Regions from separate parts of the Mus musculus genome. Here region 2 is linked to region 1. The links are chromatin contacts, called in public HiChIP or PLAC-seq maps. All regions are on one chromosome and are shown on one strand. Each heading gives the region's core, a stretch centred on a gene start, on an enhancer-like site or on the middle of the called end of the contact. The rest is flanking DNA. Distances are from core to core; before and after follow the strand shown. Region 1 holds the start of Gpr146 (G protein-coupled receptor 146). Region 2 has its middle 18 kb from the start of Gm46926.

Region 1 (2,989 bases), core at 319-2,818:
GTCACTCTGCGTCTCTGCTGAAAAGTCAACCACGTCTCTCTGCAGACCGAGTCCTCTCTGCCTTTTGAAGCCTCTGTGGTGCTTGGAGTCCTGGGCCACCAGGGCCTTTGAGAGCTCAGAGACACATGTGACCCAGTGCTGGCCAGCCAGACTTGTAGGTTGAACTGTCCGGCTGCTGGGTCAGGACAGCTCGAGCCACAGGGAAGCTGAGAGGCTGCAGGCAGGAGCAAGTAACTAGGGCAGGTTAAGGAAAACAGGAGCCTCACTTGTGAGCACAGATCTCACTCCCCCAAGGGCTTGGCTTCATGTCTCAGTATGTTTGGGTCATTAAAGGAGGGGATTATGCTAGGACATTGTGGGGTAAGGAAGGAGAGAATGCCCAGGGAGCTGCAAGAGTCTCCTCCAGTCTGTGAACCACACAGGCATCCCCTCCCAACTACTCAGCCTACACATTCTGACCTAAATCCCCATGCATCCCCACATTAGGTTTAGCTGGATGTGTCGCAGCTTTCTTCATGAGCCCATTCAAGAGTCACGGGGAGCCGGGCGTGGTGGCGCACGCCTTTAATCCCAGCACTCAGGAGGCAGAGGCAGGCGGATTTCTGAGTTCGAGGCCAGCCTGGTCTACAAAGTGAGTTCCAGGACAGGGCTACACAGAGAAACCCTGTCTCGAAAAACCAAAAAAAAAAAAAAAAAAAAAAAGAGTCACGGGGACACTGATACACTGTACCCTGGGAGCAACCAGAGGTTCTAGTTTGGAAATCTGGACCTTGTGGTTGTTCTTCAAAGACTTACATGGCAGGTTAGGATAATGTGACTGTACCCTTAGTGTAATTATTAATAGTGTTTCCTTGCACTCACAGAGATAGTGCCTGGTCCCCTATGGGTGGAGTGGCCTCAGGACACGTCCAGAGGCGTTTCAATAGGATTAACTTATAGTTCTTTCAAGCTAGCTTAACCCCAGGTTATCAGTGCCTCTGATACATGGAGGTGGACATAGATGTCAGGTTGCTGGATCAGGACGAGAATAGGAATGCAGCTCGCAAGAACATAATCACAGACCGGGGCGCGCTAAATTGGCAGGTGCTGTTCTGGACAGCGGGTACTAAGTTAGTCCTAGTCAGCAAGCCTGAGGACCGAAGAAACTGTATCCCTTCACTTGGGGTTCTAGTTGCTGGTACTGCCTCCCGTGCCCGATGAATGTTCAGGGCCGATGGCGCAAGTTCCGCTATCTCTACGCACGGGTTCCAAATGTCCTGACGCTCTTAACCAACAGAAGGGACGAAGATGGTAACCGTAGCGTCCTAGGAGAGCCCGTCCGCCTCCTCGGGCAGCAAACCCACCGCCCGCCGCGGGTTCAGGACCACACTCCCTGTCCCTGGCGTCCACCCAGCGCAGCCTGGCGCGGTCTCCTCCCGCCTGGAACAGAGCATTAGGGGCTCCCCTCCCCGGGCCCCACTCACCGCTCGCTGGGCGGCGGCCCGCGCACCGGCCGCGGGCGGGCAGCTGGGCTTGCAGGAGGCAGCGGAGCTCACGGCGCGCACGCCGTGGGGGCTGTGTACACACGTGACCCCGTCCCGCCCCCGGGGGCTGCTCGCGTGGTCCCGCCCCCGCCCGCCGAGCAACGCCGTCAGGCCCTGCCCTCTCTCCCGACCCACAGCTCGGTGGCTCCGCCCTTTTCTTGGAACCGGTGCTTAGTTCCCGCAGGCTCCGCCCCCAGTCCGAACGGACAATCCCCTTGGCCAGCCACGGCCGGCCGCCTTAATGCTGGAGGGCGGCGCACCTGCCCCCATTAAAGTTTGTAATTTCCCCGACCTGTGCTTCCCCGGTCCTAGAGGCGTCTAAGTGGAGCTGTCCGGAGAAAACAGCTCCGACCCACTGTGTAGCTGCTGTCCAACATGAAAGTGGGAATGGTGCCATTTAGAGTATTTGCCTAACAGTCAGGAAGCCCGGCGTTTAGTCCTCAACACCACATAAGCCAGGGGTAGTGGTGCGTGCATACATGTAGTCCCAACACTCAGGAGATAGAGCAGGGAGGATCAGAAGTTCAAGGCTGTCCCTGGCTACATAGTCACCTGAAGGGTATCCTGGGATACATGAGATCTTAAAAAACAAAGAGTAACAACAACAAAATACACACACACACACAGATAGCCTAACTGGGCATGATGGTGCCCATCTATAATCTCAGCACTCAAGAGGCAGAGCAAGGACTGCCATAAATCCAAGGCTGTTGTAGCTTACATAGCAAATTCTGGGCCAACTGGGGTTGCAAAGTAAGACTGTCAAAAGTGGGGGGAGGGTCCTGGAGTTGTTGGCCCAATTGCAAGCAGGAGGACCTATGTTTGATCCCTCAGAACCCATGTCAGAAAGGTTGAGTGTGGTAGCATGTGCTTGTAGTGCTAGGGAGGTGGCAGGCGCTGGGGCCCTTTGGGCCAGCCTATCTAACTTTCACATTTCAGGCCACCAACCACCCCCACCCCCAAAAAGCCAACCCTGTCTTATAAAAAACAAGGTGGACAGCACCTGAGGAATGATGGCCAAGGTGGACCTCTGGGCTCCATAGGCACATAATCTAAAATGAAAGTAAACCATAAATAATTGACCCTCAGGATTCCTGGTGAGACTCTGAAGTGTCAGGGTTCCTGGGCCTTCCAGAGGGTTCCTGTGAGGTTTCACTCACAACTGGGGAGTGCTGCTGGTGAACCGAGCACCCTCCTAGTGCAAGGCCCCACTGGCTGCCTGCTCTGCACCACCCGAAGCACAGCACAGATGTTCAGAGTAAGAGGGCCCAGCCGCCGACTCGGCTGCGGGCGGTCCTCCCATTGAGCAGGCATGTCCCCGAGCTAGACATCTTGGACATGGTAGGGTGTGTGAATTGCTGTCTGACCTCGTGCTCTGAGGTTGATATTTGAAAAATCCCACAGAGCTGGCCTCCCTCGTGCTGCAGGGAGGGCTCCTAAGGGTCAGGCATGGCCCCTGCTCGGGC
Region 2 (2,989 bases), core at 368-2,867, 310 kb before region 1:
AAGGGAGCCGTGTGTAACGGGGTCCTTAGATGATGTGGTGGAAGGTGAATGGGAGAGCCATGAAAGCAGAGACCTGGGCGGGGGGCGCTGGACAAGGACATGGGGAGGCCTGTTCAAGGTCATGCTTATCAGCTACAGTGCCAAGCTGGGTCCACCCCGACCCCCAGGTGCAGCCGGAGTCCCGTCCAGCCACAGTTCTTGGCAGTTGCTCTCAACAACAGCAGGCGTTGCCCGGATCCAGCTGGGTTGGCACACGGGCCAGCACCATCTGTCCCTTACCCTCCATCTGAGATGCCCGCCCTGAGTGAGGCCACAGGCGTATAGGAGGGCTGTGGTCGGCGTTAGATGGGAGCATTAAACTTCCTGCCAGTGACAGCCATAGGTGCTGTGGGATCCCATGAGGGACAGGGCCACCTCAGACCCAGCCCTGCCACAGCCTGCCCTGTAAAGACTTCTGCTAACACATCCAGGGTGTGGGAAGAACATGGGACATAGACATTGTAGCTTCTATCCCATACACAGCATGGGTGGGGAAACTGAGGCACATGTATCTAGAACTTCTAGAATGCCACGCAGAAAAGTTGAAACCACAAGCTGGGACCATCCACCGCATTCATTGACTCCCGACTGAAGATTCTTACAGCCCTCCCCTAAGTGCCCCGACTTGGAATATTATTTAACCGGTGGGTGACAGGTCGGATTGCTGCTGGGTGGCAGGGTGAGCTCATTTGGTTGCTTTCAACTGAGGTCATCTTAAGCTACCTATTTTCGCCTCAGTTTCCTGATCAGTAAAATGGAATCAACGAATAAATGGTCAAATGACACACTGAGAAGCCTCATGTTGGCTTTACGTTTTGGGCAATAGCCCCCAAGTCCAGTCAGTTGAGCAGCACCGAGTGCGGCCTGCAGGTGGCGCTGCGGCGTTTCTAAGAGCGCGGATTTCTACGGGGTGGTGGCCCTGCGGGTGTCCCAGAAGTAGTGCAAGGGGCATGCTTACCTAAGCCACACACCCAGGGATGCCTGCATGACGGTCCAGGGCACCTGGCTGAACCACCTTGAAGACCTGCTTTAGGCTGTTGTGCCCTGGGCCTGCCATGCCTCATCTGGGACCACATTGGGGATCTGGTGTCCTGGGCTCCAGAGGCATCAGCAGAAAACTGTGTGCTTGCTCGGAGGCCTGACAGGAGGGTACTGGCTGGCTTGCCACAGATGAGGCCCACAGGGCTGTGAGATCGCTGGCTCAAGTGGTGACTTCAAGAGGTGCACAGTGCCATCACTTCTGTGACTAGAAGTGGTGGGGGCTCCCCTGGACAGCTAGTGGCCTCGGGTAGAAGGATTCTGGATCCCCGTCCTCCTTAGACCCTTTGGTAATAAGTAATTGCTTCCTAAGGAGTACAGCATGGTGTCTGGAGGGCCAGGGAAGAACCCAGAACTGCAAGCATCTCTCAGCCTCATTGTCTCTATCTGTGCTTTGGGGTGGGAGATTATCTTGGCTTCCCCTCCCCACCCCCATTCCCCATCCCAGGACAGATGGCAAGCTCTGTCCCTGTATCGCTATCTGCCTGCACTGAGTCCAGCCTAGTCCTTCTTACCTCACAGGCAGGCTTCACACAACCCTACTAAAGGGGAGGACCCTCCCACAGCACAGGACTGCCCCGCCCTTTACAGGACTGTCCCACCCACTGCATAGTATCGCTCCACCCATTGTACAGGACTGCTCCGCCCACAGCACAGGACAAATCCCTCCCCGTACTCTGAGGAAGCCTGGACTTGCAAGGCCCACAGGCACTGGCCTGGGCTTGCAGAGTGTGCAGCCTGAGCGCACCCTAAGTGCGCAGAGGGGACACAGGCCGGGAAAAGAGCCGCGTGTGCACGCAGCATCTGGGTGTGTGCAGGGAACTGTTGGAGCACCCGGCTCTGCAGCGACGTTCCTTAATTAGATTCTGGGAACCAGACACACAAACAAAAGATATTAATATCAAGCGGCGCCGCATCAATCGCAGTTTACACAGATCAGAGAGTGGTTTGGGTGCAAAGAGGTTGTAGCGTGACAGGTTGTTACTTTACAAGTTGGGGGTGGAGGACACGTGGTAGGCCCGACTGCATCTACTCTGAGAGGAAGTTGGCTGGGGCTGAGGTTGGGGAGGAGGGTGGCATTCAAGGCTGTGCCAGGGCCTAGCTGCCACAGAGACCTGGGTAGCTCAGGGAGGGGTTAGATATCCATTTAGCCAATTCACAGCAACTGTAGTAAGCCCTGGTATCCAGCGACTAGGACCTCATTTTCAATTTATTTATTTGCTTTTTTTCCTTTTTGAGAAAGGGCCTCATACAGCCCAGAATGGCCTCAAACTAGTGATGGAGCCAATGATGACCTTAAACCCCTGATCCTGCCACCCTCTCCTCCTAAATGCTGAGGTTCTAGTGTGCACCGCCATGCCTGGTTTAAACCATGCTGGGCAAGGAACCCAGGGCCCCTGCCTTTGCATCCCAAATGCCGGATGACAGGCAGGCCTGCAACACCACACCTGGCTTCAATTTTTAAAAAGTTACTTACAGAATATGATGCCAGACATCTTTAATTCCAGCACTCAGGAGGTAGAGGCAGAAGGATCTCTCTGAGTTCAAGGCCAGCCTGGTCTACATACTGAGTTCCAGGCCAGCCAAGGCTACATAGTGATACCTGGTCTCAAAAATGAGGGCGGAGGCTAAACTAAAAAGTCTATTTCCTTCAGGTTGGATGTAAGCAGCTATCAGTCTGGGGGCTGTGGCTATTCATGGGGGGAGGGCAAGTGGTGACATGAGCCCTGGGGGTCCCCTCTCAGGGTCCCTCCACAGTGACCCTGGCTGCATTAGCCTCAGAACCTGCAGGCCTGCAGAGGGACTCTGGTTATGACCAGCCTCCAGGATCCCCACACCCCCATTACAAGCTAGCACCCCAGACTGGGGAAGGTCTGCATTTCCTGGCTCCTAGTGTTTGCAGAAGGCTTTG

The links. HiChIP or PLAC-seq counts read pairs in DNA pulled down with a chosen protein or histone mark.
Region 2: a contact with region 1 is called in an H3K4me3 HiChIP or PLAC-seq map of craniofacial prominence, with 2.7 times the contacts expected there. The contact joins the enhancer-like site here to the promoter of Gpr146 in region 1. A contact is called at or near these places in 3 of 39 promoter capture datasets (the C10 cell line, cranial neural crest and maxillary cranial neural crest), 17 of 484 Hi-C or Micro-C datasets (the C2C12 cell line, the G1E-ER4 cell line, LSK cells and 11 more) and 11 of 115 datasets of contacts at active chromatin or transcription factors (craniofacial prominence, embryonic basal ganglia, embryonic forebrain and 6 more).

Annotation. Positions count from the first base shown.
Region 1 is chr5:139,379,218-139,382,206 of GRCm38.p6, reverse strand. It overlaps Gpr146 (G protein-coupled receptor 146), which reads right to left and starts at 1,568. Exons shown (of 2, transcript NM_030258.5): 1 at 1,464-1,568. All of the region lies in intron 2 of 3110082I17Rik (RIKEN cDNA 3110082I17 gene), which reads left to right.
Region 2 is chr5:139,685,804-139,688,792 of GRCm38.p6, reverse strand. No RefSeq gene overlaps it. Among named protein-coding and RNA genes, the nearest start is that of Gm46926, 18 kb to the right of the region's middle. Within about 2 kb of position 1,617, at least 80 of the 459 cell types and tissues checked have an H3K27ac peak or open chromatin away from gene starts, as enhancers often do. A contact at or near this core is called in the N1E-115 cell line, craniofacial prominence and differentiating embryonic stem cells, where this site is marked.